2 separate regions of the Danio rerio genome follow, and region 2 is linked to region 1. Evidence: chromatin contacts called from public Hi-C data. All regions are on one chromosome and are shown on one strand. The core of a region is the stretch at or near the end of the contact, and the rest is flanking DNA. Distances in the headings are between cores, read along the strand shown. Region 1 has its middle 52 kb from the start of tfec. Region 2 holds the start of tfec (transcription factor EC).

Region 1 (2,927 bases), core at 162-2,661:
ATATAATATAATATAATATAATATAATATAACAGTATCATATAATATAACAATATAATATAATATAATATAATATAATATAATATAATATAAATAATATAATATAATATAACAATATAATATAATATAATATAATATAATATAATATAATATAATATAATATAATATAATATAATATAATATAATATAAATAATATAATATAATATAACATAATATAACATAATATAACATAATATAACAATATAATATAATATAATATAATATAATGTAATATAATATAATATAATATAATATAATATAATATAATGTAATATAATATAATATAATATAATATAATATAATATAATATAATATAATATAATAAATGTTGGCGGTTCATTCCAATGTGGTGACCCCTGATAAATAAGGGAGTGAGCCAAAGGAAAATTAATAAATGAAAAATAAATGTTCATAAACATTTTTATCCTTTAAAAAAAGCTCAAGCTGGCAAATGGATAAAACCTGGTGGTTTGAAGAATAGGAATAAGTATGAAGAATTAAAAGTGACAGGAATTATTTGTGGCATCACTGTTATTTAGAAATAGAATCTCTTCAATAGTAACTTTTAATGTAAATATGCATGACAAGATTTCTATCTGTCTGTCTGTCTGTCTGTCTGTCTGTCTGTCTGTCTGTCTGTCTGTCTGTCTTTAGTGTTTTTATATTCTGTAAATCATAAAAAACATTTGTAAGAAATGAAGAAATGTACATTTATCTTTGGATCAGATATAAAAACACATTGCAATGTACAGAAAATAGAAACAAAAACATATAAAACCATATTACACTTCTATTGTTTTGATTTTTAATCTTTCTCTAATATGCACTTAATTTATTAGCTGAAGTTGGCAAAAATGTTTGCTTAATGTCTGTCTTTTGTGAGGGTTTTGTGTAGATGAATCTGTCTGCTGTTGAGTAATGTATTTCAAGACTCACGCTGTGTGTTTACAGAGCAACAATGTGACAAAGCAAAAAACTATTTTAAAGCTGCAGCCTCCACCACACTTTTCAATCAGACTTCCTCTATTCGGGTCTCGTCACATATATTGTTTTTCATACAGGAAATTCCATCCATCATGGGACTTTTTTGCACCCATTCCTTGTTTGCAGAGGAAGTGGTTTCTTTTGCACTCATTTTTTAATTGGGTGCCTATTCAGGGGGCGTCTGAATTGAGCACATGAGCCGCTGTCGCAATTGTGACACGAGGTATGACTGCGCAAAAAATATGTATTTATTCTGCACCTGTCCTGAACACCACAACGATACACTGCCAATATTAGATCATTTGCAAAGACCAGCAGTCTGAAATGATGCTCATTTAATGCTATTATAAACATTTATAAACAGTATTTTTCAAAATTTATATTTCAAACATTTGTTTGGTCTATGAGGCTCCCCCAAAACTGAAATAACAATAATATATAAATAATAAATAATATATTCAAACAATTGGGATAAAAAAATGTATAAATAAAAGCTCATGTAAGCCCAAAGCAGAATAAAATGCTAAACAAAGATAAAAAAACAAAAACAGACAATAAAGTTATTGTTAAGAATAATGTTAATGATAGTAATTATTATTATTATTATTATTATTATTATTATTGTTGTTGTTGTTGTTATTATTATTATTATTTTTTATTTTGGGATAAAACCATCATATTAAAAACCAAGACACAGATAAATAAATATTTAGACTCATTGAGACCAAAATAAAACACATAATTATAAAATTAGTATTATTATTACTAGCAATAATAATAATAATAATAATAATAATAATAATAATAATAATAATAATCATAATAATAATCATAATAATAATCATAATAATAAATATTTTGAAACTATGACCAACACATCATATAGTCTTTATTACAAAACAATAATAGACATGCAGTGCATTGAAATAAATATTCTAGAAAAATGTTGAAACAATAATTTAAAAATATTAATAATAAAATATGATATAAAATATATATATAAAATTAAAAAGTAATTATCATTATTATTAAGAATTTAAACCTTTTTTTGGGACCATATTGAAATAGGAAAACACAATGAATAAATAAAAGTAATAATAATAATAAATATCGAGAAACATTTAAATCAGTTATCAATAATTACCAATATGAAGCAATAATAATAATAAATATGTATAAAAAAATAAATCTTTTTACACAATGTGACCATAATAACTATGACTATAATATGACTATAATATATACATTAATACAAAACAATAATAATAAGCCTACAGTAAATTGAAATGTTATTAAAAAAATCAAGCAATGATTTCAATTCAATAATTGAAATCATTGCTTTCGATATTAATAATAAAAATACTATGTAAAAAAGTATTTATAACTAAAACAATCATTATCATCATTATTAATAATTAAAAAGTTTTTTTTTCTCCATTTTGGGACCATATTGAAAAATGAAGACACAATAAATAAATAAATAAATAAATAAATAAATAAATAAATAAATAAATACCAGTAATAATAATAATAATAATAATAATAATAATAATAATAAATATTCAGACACATTGAGAACAAATTAAAACAGTTAATAACTAATAATTAGCAATATTTAGTAATAATAGTAATTACGTATAAATACATAAGTAAATAAATAAAAAATAAATCTATTGAAACAATGACCAAAATGTAATATAGACATTATTAAAAATTAATACTAATAAGCCTACAGTAAATGTTTTTTTTAAATATTGAACCAATCATTCACAAATATTAATAAATAAAAATTTAATGAAAAATTATTTAGAATTAAAAAAGGTTATCATTATTATTATTATTATTATTATTATTATTATTAATTATTTTTCCAGTTTGGGACCATATTGAAAAATAAAGACACA
Region 2 (2,927 bases), core at 142-2,641, 52 kb after region 1:
CTATTTACGTGTAATAGCTTTTTTATCTGCAACCAGAAGTATTCTCCAAAGATATGTGTCTTTAGTTTCATGCAACTCAAGATTTCCCTAGTATACCACTGAAAACTGAAATTGGATTTTGATCTTCAACATGGCCTCCAGTATCGTGCGTATAAACATTTTTCAATCCACATTTTGAGTTTCATTAGCTTAACTTCACTAACGCGTGCCAATTTGCTACACCTCATGTCCGTGCAACATTTTTCCAGCAATAATCTCAAGTTTACAAACACATTTTGCGTGCAAATCTCATCTTCTCTTGAGGGTGCTGAAAACTCTTGCCTTATAACTGTATCAGTGAGCATCTCACAATCCGCCCCCTGAACGTTTATTAAATGAATGTCTGATGTTGTTTTAAAAATGGCATCTAATACATCTTCACACACAAGGCCTCCATTGTCTGCACCGCATTTTGTGAACAAAATCACTTCAACTTCAATCGCATTACAAGCTGTAATTGGTTAACAGTCGTATATCCTGCGTTCACAATAGAAAAAGAGAGATGTAAGTCAGGAACGCGGCCCTTTAGCACACATAGCCCAATAACCCTTCCCCAATGCAGAGATGAGCTCTCAGGCACACAATGGCTTCTTTCACCTTTGCCTGGGATAAGAGAGAAGTTACTCTCTCTTTTTTTTCTTTGAAGCCAAATCCAGTGTGTGCAATGAAAAGAGCTTTGCGATGGCTGATAAACAGAGACAGACCTCCACTGAACTGTTGAATACGCAGTCAAAGGGGCATAGAAGATCCGATTTGGGTTTTGGATTCATCCTGCGAGGCCTTAAATAACTATTTCAGTGCATATGGGATAATATTTTCCATTTAAGATCTCCAATGGAATAAACGTCTCTTTTGTTATCTCCAATAGCCGCTTTGATCAAATTAAACATAACTTGCGTCCAGTATTTTTAGTCAGCGGTCAAAAGAAGTTCATTTCTTCGTCTTCTTCTTCTTGTTGCTGAAAACACTTTGACCCCCATTAAAGAAACTCAACAGTTGTGCTTTTGTGAACCCATACAACACAATAATGACTACTACGGGTCACCCCGAATGAATGCTTTCCTCCTAAATTTAGCTTCACCATATATTATCGACTAAAATTAGAGTACGCAGCCGGGTTCACCACAGTTAGTTTTTGAAAACAGCTACAAGACAATATTGTGTAGTGAAATGCGCCTAAGAGATGAGCCTCTGGGTCATTTGGAAACCGCACTGAACAAGCAGTGTTTGTCTTGTACCCCCTGAAGCAGAAGTGGCAGAAGAGGGAAGTCTGGGATTGGTCGCTTCACGCAAACACAACAGGGCGGTGCCAATGAATTAGCAATATAGACGAAAGACCTCGGCCCAGCTGTGATCAAACCTGTCAGATCAGTAATCTCTCCACTTGAGGGAAAAGGGCCTGGTGTTAGTACTAATTAGGTCAGCGAGATCCTCCTGCTTCGCTTATAAAGACCGGACGGGGACAACAGTCGCTTTCCTGGGATCCTACTTTCGTGGACCTACTGGGTTTGAGAATGCCACATTTAACCGACTGTAGTTTCTACAAGATGAGAGACGGCGCTCGGGTTGCCAACGTAAGGACTTGCTACGTTCTGCTTTGACTGGTTTTGCGCAAGAATTAAGGATGTTTTGGGTTTTTTGAATGTGTTGTCAGCGTTTACTCATCCTGGTGTCGTTTGAAATCCTCTCTGGATCTGCTTTTGCTCATATAATGAAATCATATAATGACATTTTGACTAGATATCTAACTTTGCATGGAACCTTGTTTCAAACCAGTTTAAGTGTTTTTGTTCAGTTATACACTAAAGAAGATACTTTGAAGAATGTCTTAATGTCTTATTTCCTAATGTTCCATACAAATACTATGAAAATTATTTTATTTAGTGTTAAACAGAACAAAAATAAAACCTCAAACTGGTTTGGAACAAGTCAGAAGTTAGTAAATGATGGCAGAATTTTAATTTTTTGGGTGAACTGCCCCTTTATATTGGATCACAATGTAAGAGTAAAGAAATTAATCGATTTCAATTTGGGTCTTGTTTGGCATATTGGTTTGTTTATTGGCGAATATTGGGTTATACTAGTTAAGTCACTTTAGGGAATCTTTTTTAAACACCTAACTGAGATAAAGACATGGTATGCTTGACATTATTGTTTATTATTAATTAATTATATATAGGCTTACAATATGAATACTTTTTACATTGTTTTATTTTTTGTAATGAATAAACCAAGTTGATTTTAATTGAAAAAAAAATTCGATATAACAAGTCAGGACATCATTTATGAACCATTTCATCCAAATTTCATTGAAGGTTCAAAGTCATCTGGAGAACTCCAAGTACCACCTCAACCAGACGCAGGCACAGCAGGTCAAACAGTACCTCGCTTTGGGCAGCAAACTCGCTAGCCAAGCTCACCCTGTTGCCCATCCACTCCCAGGACAGGCCCTGGGCACGGTGCCCGTCATGCGCAATGGACACATGCCACCCGTGAGCGACAGCAGCACGCCAGGAAGCCCGGTTACCCTGCTAACACTAGCCAACAATCACGACAGTGAGGTTTGTAAACCCTGCCATCTGCTATCTCTCTCTCTCTCTCTCTCTGTGAGTTTGTTCTCATCAATATTCAGATTTGATCACGTCACGTCAGTTTCTCTGATAAGAAGTGTTTCATCCTGACAGTCATGTTTCTGAAATGATGACGCGTCTGTTATTGGATTAGCGCTTTTGTTTATTCACACGACTCTCACTCACTTTTGACACAATGATTGATGAGAGTGAAAATGAAACCCCAAACAAGCAAACAAACATCTCCACAGTTGACGGAGGGCCAAGAGTGAGCTATAATCACTGTTTTCTTTCAGTTTCCGATGGATGAAGTTATTG

What was found. A called contact is a pair of places that touch in the nucleus more often than the background predicts.
Region 2: a contact with region 1 is called in a Hi-C map of an unstated tissue, with 3 times the contacts expected there. The contact joins the promoter of tfec here to the enhancer-like site in region 1. A contact is called at or near these places in 2 of 18 Hi-C or Micro-C datasets (caudal fin and an unstated tissue).

What each region holds. Positions count from the first base shown.
Region 1 is chr4:6,466,525-6,469,451 of GRCz12tu, forward strand. It overlaps a transcript of tfec not described here. Among named protein-coding and RNA genes, the nearest start is that of tfec, 52 kb to the right of the region's middle. Within about 2 kb of position 1,412, at least 4 of the 62 cell types and tissues checked have an H3K27ac peak or open chromatin away from gene starts, as enhancers often do.
Region 2 is chr4:6,518,512-6,521,438 of GRCz12tu, forward strand. tfec (transcription factor EC) reads left to right here and starts at 1,392. Exons shown (of 8, transcript NM_001030105.2): 1 at 1,392-1,613; 2 at 2,355-2,600; 3 at 2,906-2,927. The coding sequence starts at 1,554. The region is part of intron 2 of LOC141381572 (a long non-coding RNA gene); the gene reads right to left.